3 separate regions of the Rattus norvegicus genome follow, and regions 2 and 3 are each linked to region 1. Evidence: chromatin contacts called from public Hi-C data. All regions are on one chromosome and are shown on one strand. Each heading gives the region's core, a stretch centred on a gene start, on an enhancer-like site or on the middle of the called end of the contact. The rest is flanking DNA. Distances are from core to core; before and after follow the strand shown.

Evidence for each region. Hi-C and Micro-C count contacts between places; a contact is called where the count stands out from the background.
Region 2: a Hi-C map of Schwann cells shows a contact between it and region 1, with 3 times the contacts expected there. The contact joins the enhancer-like site here to the promoter of Slc2a9 in region 1. A contact is called at or near these places in 2 of 12 Hi-C or Micro-C datasets (Schwann cells and liver).
Region 3: a contact with region 1 is called in a Hi-C map of the A7r5 cell line, with 1.8 times the contacts expected there. The contact joins the enhancer-like site here to the promoter of Slc2a9 in region 1. A contact is called at or near these places in 6 of 12 Hi-C or Micro-C datasets (the A7r5 cell line, Schwann cells, hepatocytes and 3 more).

The regions. Positions count from the first base shown.
Region 1 is chr14:76,559,363-76,562,494 of GRCr8, reverse strand. It overlaps Slc2a9 (solute carrier family 2 member 9), which reads right to left and starts at 1,540. Exons shown (of 12, transcript NM_001191551.1): 1 at 1,427-1,540. The coding sequence starts at 1,540.
Region 2 is chr14:76,497,404-76,500,535 of GRCr8, reverse strand. Wdr1 (WD repeat domain 1) reads right to left here. Exons shown (of 15, transcript NM_001014135.1): 11 at 2,565-2,652; 12 at 425-535. Among named protein-coding and RNA genes, the nearest start is that of Wdr1, 29 kb to the right of the region's middle. Within about 2 kb of position 1,470, at least 67 of the 93 cell types and tissues checked have an H3K27ac peak or open chromatin away from gene starts, as enhancers often do. A contact at or near this core is called in Schwann cells and liver, where this site is marked.
Region 3 is chr14:76,513,823-76,516,954 of GRCr8, reverse strand. No RefSeq gene overlaps it. Among named protein-coding and RNA genes, the nearest start is that of Wdr1, 45 kb to the right of the region's middle. Within about 2 kb of position 1,569, at least 3 of the 93 cell types and tissues checked have an H3K27ac peak or open chromatin away from gene starts, as enhancers often do.

The sequences.
Region 1 (3,132 bases), core at 291-2,790:
ACAGTACTGCTGCCTAAATATCATTGGGCTGCTAGACACAGCCAGTTCGAAAGAAAAGAAAGCAAGCAAGGAAGGAAGGAAGGAAGGAAGGAAGGAAGGAAGGAAGGAAAGAAGGAAGGAAAAAAGGAGGAGAGAGAGGGGAGAGGGAGAGAGAGATCCTCTTTTACTTCCTCTCTTTACTTCCCTCTGGTTCACCCTCTGGCAAGACAGACAATCTTAGCTCTCCCCACCCAAAGTCCTAGAGGCTCTCTCATTACCCGAGACCCATTGTCAAAGCCCCTACCTCTGAAAAGCCTCCCGAAAGCCACCCATGTGCCTCCCCTCATCTCTCATATTTATCTCTGATTCAACTCTGGATCCTAACCCTGTAGCTTCCACAGTATAAGCTTTGGCCAGTCACATGGCCACTCCTTGGCCAGCTTCCTCATCTTCACAATGGGAATCTACATCGTAAGGGGATTGCACAAGAAGAAGAGAGCCTGGCACTGGCACATGTCCTGTGTCAGGTTCCGGAGGGTGGGGCTTATCCTGAGGGCTGGGGCTATGCTGCGTGTCTCCTGAGTCTGGTGCCAAGCCTGCTGCTGAGGCAGCCCTGGGTAGGTGCTGGTGGCATGGTGGAAGATGAGGTGGGGTCGTCACTTCAGGAATAGGCATTGCCAAATGAAACAGCTCCGAAAGCACTAGTGGGAGTTTGAGTCGAACAGGATTCACTGAACAGATCTCTCTTAAAAAGTACTCCATCTCCATCATCTTTTCTCCTTTAAGTACCATCCAGGTCTGAGCTCAGAGAACATTTCCCCTGAACTGCCTGGCACCAGCTATATTGAGCCTCTTTTCTAGACCCTGCCTCCTCCCCCTGGCTCTCAAGTCTGAGCTTCTTAAGGGTGGACTACTCCCATCACATCTGGAAGTTTCCTGGTAGGCAAGGGAGAACGGCAAATGGAAGTCATCTCCTGCCTCAGCCGCTCTTCTGGGGGAAAGGGTGGCTCCCTGCTTCTCTGTGGCCTGTTGGTTCACTGTTCTTGTGTAGCCTGCCCCCACTTCTTCCGACTGGTTACACACACACACACACACACACACACACACACACACACACACACACACACACACGCTTCTTCCCACTGATCCCAGGGAAGAAAAACCTGTGACCGAAAGCATTACTGTTTGTGCCTGCCTTAGGAAAGAAAAGACGGCCAGCCCTGAGCAAGCGTGAGGCAGCTGTCCACCAGAACCTCATCCTCGGTGCTGTAACAGGACGCCAGGGGTGGTAGAGAGCGAAGGGCAACAGGAGGGAGTACAGAATTCAAACTCCAGCCTTCCTGCTCCCAAGTGTCAGGCTCCGTAGCTGCCAGACAGGCTGAGCGCTACCCCGCAGCAGCCACCCAGGCCTGCACTTCCCACAGGACAGAAGCCACTCTGCATTTACCTTTGTCCTCCTCGGCCGCCAGCCCCGGCGCCCCACAGGTGGCCCCACAGGCGGCTCCCCAGGGCCACTGGTGTCATGTATCAGGGAAGCTAGGGCAAGCTCCCTGGCATCCATGTTTTTTTTTTCTTCCTGGCTCCAGGACCCTGGACTTGCCAGGGCATCTCTGCAGTGAGGAGGCAGAGTCCACAGGAAGGAGGGCAGAGCAGGAAGTGTGGCTATGCGATCATGCCTGAACAGGAAGCCAGCAGCGTTGTTCCCCTGCTCCTAAGCAACTGGGGCAGCTGCTCTCCCCGCAGTCACACCCAAGGTTTCTTTGGTTTCATTTTGTTTTGTTTGCCCCCCCACCCCCACCCCCCCCACACACACACGCTCTCTAACAAGGCCAGAACTCTGGTTGGGGCAGCCAGCACGAACCCCAGAGAAACCTCCTAAGAGTTAAGGCCAAAGGTCACTCATTGGCTTTCTCCTTAGAAGCTGGGTAGGTTCCAGTGCTGACTCTTCCTCTTAACTGTGTCCACGGGCAAGTCTTGAGAGTGATCTGAGCTTGCATTCTGCCAGGGCAAAATGAAATATTGATCTCTCTCTAATTGTCCTGCAGAGTCAGTTCTGCTGCTCAAAGAGCAAACGGGCAGAGCGGCGCGCAGCAACGTCGGGTGGTCCCAGCGGTCCCAATAAAAACATAAAGAGGCAATGACCTTGTACACACCAGGATAGCCTGAGAATCAATTCACTCTGTGGCCAGTTTGCTCCAGGGTCAGTCAGAGAAGTGTCTTCAGTGAGCCACAGTCAGAACAGGCTGCATGAACTCTGTGCTCTGAGAGGCTGGGAGGGGACAGAAGTGGGCTTGATGGATGAAGAATGCGTAGGAGGTGAGGGGCAGGGTTCAAGTCCCCACACAAGACTCTGAGAAACTGTGTGTAGTAGAAAGGACACATGGAGATAAAGAATGTGAGAGGGGAAACTACTGGGGACATGATTGTCCCGTGCACCCGAAGGCATCCAGTCCCAGAGGAGACAGTGCTGTCTTGTGTAATGCAAGGAGACAATGCTGTCCGGGGGAACCAGGAACCACCCCAGGCAAGAGAAACCAGCCTTAGTTCTCAGCCAGGGATTCACAGAGCTCAGGTGATTGCTTAACCTGCTAGTCATCAGTCAGGGACACCTCCTGCAGGCACAGATAGCTGATGCTGGGGACAGACAAAAAGTCTATGTGACTGGGGCCTAAGGTTCAGGAGGGGTCAGCAGAAGAGAGTGGGGGACAGCCACACTCCTTCACACTAAGGACTTCACAGTCATGGGCTCCTTCCTCACCCACTAGCCAGCTTCCCTCTGTACTCCCCCCCACCCCCTGCAACAACAGTCCTCATCACCTATTAAAACCTTGTTTGAGATTGCATCAGGTGACCGCCACCCAACTTAAAACTTCCCCGGTTCCCACTGGACAAGCTCTAGGGCATCAGGATGCAGGTGGTCAATACGTACATGCAAGTGCAGCTGAGCGCTCTATCAGAGAGGGTGCCAAAGCCTGTGTCACCCCGATGGCTGTCGTGGGGAACCAACTGGCTTTCTACCCCACCCTTATCTTGCTTATTGTTGAGGACAGGATCCCTGAAGGTCCCTCTTCAAATGGGCTATCCCACTTAGGACCTCAGGGGGCTGCCTCCCCCCACACACAATGATAGTTGATAGTTAGTTACTATGGTTAA
Region 2 (3,132 bases), core at 221-2,720, 62 kb after region 1:
CCTCTAGCGATATCACTTGTACAGGGCAAGCTGCATCATACGAGCTTCTTGTCACCATGTGCCAGGTATACCTTGTGTGATGGCTATTCTTGGTTGTCACTTGACTAAAATCCAGACAGGTACACCTCTGAGGTTCTCCTCCCCCCTCTTAATTAAATCACTTGGAGAGAGAAGATCTGCTTTTAACATGGATCACTGAGGTAGGAACATGCACCTTTAATCTGGCCACACCTCCTACTGGCAGCCTATATAGAGGACCTGGGAGAAGGAAGCCTTGCCTTCTTTGCTTGCTCTTGTTGGCAAGCCCATCCTTTCATAGCATTCGAGCTTACTTCTTTGGGAGTCTGGCATATACTGAATGCCTTGGCCTTCTCTGAGCCCCAGATCAGATGCCAAGGTCGCTGGATAAAGAAAAGGGCCTTACCGAGCCACCAACAGCTACTGTGTCCCCACCAGGGTGCACAGCAACAACTTCAGGCTCGTAGCCAGGGTTGTCGATGCTGAAGCATTTCTTCTGGTCCTTCAGAAGGACAATCTGTGACATGGAAGATGTAGTCAAATCAGTGGACCCTTGAGACACTGATCATCAGCAGGAAAACCGAGTTCTGGTTAGTGGCTCTTGGCTCTAAGCCACAACCTTGGTCAGTCTCAACCTTTTGATGGAGGCACTACCTTCCTCCCCATCAGGACTATGCTACTGTTAGTTGATGGCCAGAACTTGAGAAAATGTTCAGTGACGGAACCATGTGAAGTGCTGGTCTCTGAAGGGTAAGGGATAGAATCACCAGGAAAGGACTTGACTCACTACTACTCTGAGACAACCGGCAAGTTCTACGCTGCTTTAAAATAAAAGTAGGAACTGTGTGTGTGGAGAAGGCTACACCACTCTCGGCCATGCTGGGGCCAGCCATATTTAGCTGAGTGACAGATACTTCCCTGTGTCCACTGTCAGGGCTCTAGAGAAATGTGGTGGACTCATCTTGACTAAGCTACCGGCTGATTAGGAGTCCAGGTCACACACAGACCTTGGATTGTCCTCGACAACCAGCAGGTAACATGGTGTATACATATGCATAGGGCACTAAGAGAGGGAACAAAAGGGACCAGAAAGGCCTGGTATTGGCAGGGTGCCTGCTCAGTCGGAGGAAAGGTTTTGGCATTGCTGACATCACCAGTCGGTGAAAACCCTTCTGTGTGGGAGCTGGTGCCCTGAACTGCTAGGACACTGTAGAGGAATTTGCCATTACCTTCTGCATGGCAGGTAGTCTGAGTCCCTGCTTTCACCTACCTTGGCTAATTCTTCAGATCAGCCTCAAGAACAGGGTCAGCTTACAGCCACAATGACCTCAGTTGAAGTAAGTGGGGAGACAAGGTGTCTGTCTGAGGCCTTGCCATAGAAAGTCGTAAGTCCTCATACACTGTCCACCAGGGCCAGGTGCTGATACAAGGCTGGCAGAGCTGCCAGAGAAGTAGCCTGCCCAGGGTACTGACTGCATGCAGCACATTCCTTTGTGTGCCCTCTGGCTGGCCCAGACTGAGTGTAGTAATTATTTGGCAGGAACATCTGATTATCTGGGACACAGAATCCACTCTCTTTTCAGGGAGGGGCAGGGAGCTCCTGAATGGCCCTTTCTTCAGCAGGGTCTATTACTCATGCCAACTGGAACCACTAGTCAGTTGCTGGCCCTAGCCACATGATGGGATGCTTGGGTTTGCAGAGATGACGTGGTGAAGCAGAATTTTACACAAAGTAGGTCAGGCACAGATGTGAGCTGAGGGCTCTGTTCTAGCCACTCTAAAGGAAAAAGTATGCAGGGACTTCAGCGTTAGAACCTAACGTGGCCTGGGCTTCACCTTATCCTCATGTGGCAGTGCCATTCAACAGCTAAGCTATGCAAGGAGTAGGACAACTGTATCTTCCTGACCAGCCTCAAGAGCTAAGAGAGGGTCAGGAATTGGTTCAAATCATACAGCTCCACCAGGGAAAGGCTAAGATAAGAAGGATAATGACTAAAGCACATAGCTGAGAGCCTCAGACCCTTATCCAGCTCTGCCCTTTTCCTGTGCCTAAGAGCAGTGACTCTGAGAAGCCACAGGCACAGCCGCATGAGCCTGCAGCACAAAATCCTGGCTACAGGTTCTGTCAACTTGACATAGTGTAGGAGCCACCTGGAAGACATAACCTCGACTGAAGAATTGCTTTAACTGGATTGGCCTGTGGGGCACTGTCTTGTCTGCTAATTGACTCAGGAGGCCCCAATTCCTTGAGCGTGATAGCATCCCTAAGCAGTCCTAGGATAGGTAAGAAAGACTACTGAGCATAAGCCTTTAATAGACCAGTGAGCAGCGGTCCTCTAGGGTTCCTGCTTTGAGTTCCTGCCCTGCTGGTCCTCAATCATGAACTATGACCTAGATTAAAAGCCAAATAAACCTTTCCTCCCCAGGTTAGTTTTGGTCTGTGTTTTATCACAGTATCAGAAAAAGGAAATCAGGACATGGGTGGAATTCAGAAACTATTACATCTCATATCCCACTACTTCTGGACAAAATGTAGCTAACCATACCTGTCCAATGCACACGACCACGGTATATCCCCCAGGGCCAACAGCTACACACTTTGGCTGAACATCCAGTTTCACAACGCCTTGTCCACTGTTGGGGGGTGGGGAGAAGGGAAGGACGGGCAGGTTACTTCCATATTCAAGTAGCTCAGTGTGTATCAATACACACACTGCAGACACTGCAACCACTTGGCAGAAAATCCTACTGTAACCTCTCCTGAAGGGCAACCTGCTGAACTATGAGTGACAAGAGGGACTGAGTCTTTTCATCATGAAGGGAGACCGCAGTAGGGAAAAGGTGACAGCAAGAAGTAGAGGTTAGAGGAGCTGGCAGCTCTTCCTGTCACCTATGCTAAATGCATCCGTACCATCTCCCACCCATCTGCAACTTTCTAAGTACATACAGGACTGAGGATCTTCTGAGGATCACAGCCACTCTTCCCAAGAGGGGAACTGGAACTCCAATACCTTTAATGAAGACCCCAGTTCCCCCTTCTATTAGACAAATGTTATCAAAGCTCATCTAGAATAATTTCTAGCAACATCTTTCTTGAAAATGTTAACTGGCAAG
Region 3 (3,132 bases), core at 320-2,819, 46 kb after region 1:
AGCTTTCATTAATTGGCAATAAGATAGAAAAGTTAAAACTTAAGGTTTTGGTCTCATGATATTTTTCTATGTATTGACAGTATTAATGAAACAGGCCATTTGTATCGCTTCTTAAGCTAAAAGAGCCATTTGAAAAGTGCCTCATAAAGATAAGACATAAATTAAGTGTAACTGAAGTGCACCAAAAATATGGGAGTCTAATAATGTCATTAAGCGTTTGTTTGAGTCAGAGGTCCCCAGAAAAGCATAAGCAAGAAGATGTGGTGGTTGTGTGTGAGGGCGGATATTATGGGATTGTGATTGTTTGAATAAGAACGGCCCCATTAGGAAGTGGTACCACTGGGGAGGCACTAGAAGTGTGGCATTGCTGGAGTAGGTGTAGACTTGTCGGAGGAAGTGTGTCACTGGGGCTTTCAAAAGCTCAAGCCAGGCCCAGTGGCTCTCTCTTTCTGATGCTCTAAGATCCGGATATAGTAGAACTTTCAAGTTACTTCTCCAGCCCCATATCTGACTGTACACCACCGTGCTTCGTGCCATGATGAATGGACTACACCTCTGAACCTGTAAACCAGCCTTGATTAAATGTTTCTTTAGTAGATGTTTCTGTGGTCGTGGTGTCTTTTTACAGCAATAAAACATTAGCTAAGACAGGAGTGTAGATTCTGTGATCTCAGAGGCTAAGAAGGTTCTGGAAACCGGAGACCTAGGGAAATCTAATAATAGAAAAATCAGTGTTAGCTTTCAATCCTGAATACTAGGTTCACCAACAGTCTGAGGCTTAAGTGGTGGACTGGGATGGAGGTGTGGCCAATGTAAATTCTGAAGTCCCCCAAACCAGGACCTCCCATATCTGAGATTAATGTCCTAGATCTGGGAAGAGGGAGTGGGAGGGGGAATGGAGAGAGAGAGAGAGAGAGAGAGAGAGAGAGAGAGAGAGAGAGAGAGAATAGGAGGAGAGGGAGGGAAGAGAGGAGAAAGGACAGAGACAAGAGGTGGGAAGCAAACCTGCCTTTCTCCTGCTCTTAGGTTCTATTTGCACTGGAGGTGGTGTTAGGACTGGTGACCCTGGGTACTATAAGAAAGCAGGTTGGGGGTTGGGGATTTAGCTCAGTGGTAGAGCACTTGCCTAGCAAGCGCAAGGCCCTGGGTTCAGTCCCCAGCTCCGAAAAAAAGAAAAAAAAAAAAAAAAAGAAAGCAGGTTGAACAAGCCATGAGGAGTAAGCCAGTAAGCAGCGTTCTTCCACTGCCCCTGCTCCAGTACCTGTCTCCAGGTTCCTCCCTTGAGCTCCTGCTCTGACTTCCTGGATGACAATGTAACCTGTAAGTCCTTTTCTTCCTGAGTTGCTTCTGACCAGTGTTGGTTATCACAGCAATAGAGACCTAAGGAGGGCAGATGCCTCCTGACATGGGAAGGGTGAATCTTCTGTACACAGCTTACCGACTGGGCTACAATCATCTGTTGCTGCTCCTCTGTCACCTATCAGTCTGCCTGCAGTCTTTATCTTTCCCCACACAGTGAACCGGTGAGGAGACTCTGGGCTTTGGCAGCTTTTGTGGCTTCCTATGAATAAAGGCGAAAGCAGCAGGTGATGCCCTCTAGTGTTAGAGATCCTGCTTTGCCCTTGGATGGTACCCATTTGTTTGGGTGCTAAGAATTCTGGATTCCTTAACTCTTGAAGACAGGAGGAATCACAGTCCCTAGGTAGGCCTGGGTATCAAGATTCCTCTACCCTTGACGGTGACTACTATTACAGCTCCTTATCCTGGGGTGTCTGAGGCCCTGGCCCCCAAAGGCTCAGCCGTGTTCTCTGTTCCAGCCATAAGGAACTTCTCTTGTCTAGTGTTATACAGATGCCTAAGCTTCTTCAGCCTCACCTCTGTGTCCTCTGCTTCCACTTTCTGTTGTGTTTTATAAAAACGAAAAAGAAGTCAGGGATATGTTTGGTGGAGGTGCAGTATGATGTGGGGAAAGGGGGTGACTCTGTGGGCCCATGCTGAGGCCTCCCTTCCCCCTGAGATACCAGTCACAGGACGGTATAGAATAGAGTTTATTTAGGGCATGGGGAGGAGAGAGAGAGAGAGAGAGAGAGAGAGAGAGAGAGAGAGAGAGAGAGAGTAGTAGGGCTGGCCATGAGCAAGTGGAGAGGTGGGAGGGGAGCGAGGAGAAAGGGGACAGAGGGGGGAAGAGAGTAAGAGAGCAAGAGAGGAGGGGGCAAGCAGCCCCTTTGATGGTGAGTCAAGCACGCCTGGCCGTTGCCAGGCAACTGTGGGGCGGAGCCTAGAAGGCGCGTCTGCACTTTCTCCCTTGTTCTGCCTTCACCATTTTTTGCAAACTGTCCAGCCGCTTCTCCTTCGGCTGCTCATTCTCACATCTTTCACGGCTTGGCCCTCTGCTCCTTCAACCCCGCTGGCCCCTAGTAAACTCCAAATAGGTGACTGAATGAATAAGTCCCACTTCTAATTCTTTACAGTCATTAGGCTTGGGACACCGTTTCCTGCCAGCACCATTAGCTTTTTCGAAATAAAAGGGCTCCTTCTTCAATCAGCGATGCAGGGAGGTATTTCCGGTGCCATCTCTAAGTCAAAGAGAGCTACTGGCATCTGGTGCTCGGAGGCCGGGGGGGGGGGTAGGGTAGGGTGGGGCTGCTAAGCATCCTGCAGGGGCCAAGTCTCAGCCCACCATTGAGGCCACAAGGCCAGTAGTGCAGAGACTGAAGGAGCCGCTCTCAGGAGTCAGCCGGAGCAAACAGGAATGTGCCAAGGCCAGGATTTAAACCCTGAGATGGATGAGAATCATGGAGAGAAAGTGGTTCAGGTACTTTCTCATTTGCTGAGGAAAAACTGATGGACGCACCTTAAGGGAAGAATGCTGCGTTCTGGCTCCCGGTGTATGAGGGCTAAGACACGGCCCGGGGATGAGGGCATTTGCTGCTCTTGCAGAGAGGATCTTGCTTCTGTTCTCAGCACCACATGATGATTCATAACCAATTATAACTCATTCCAGGAGATCCTGTCTTCTAACTTCCCTGAGCACCAGACACATGCTACACACACATGCCCAACACACTTATACATACGGAATAAGATAAAGAAGTCTAAAAACTTTAAAAAAAAATAGGTTGCTGTTTTTTC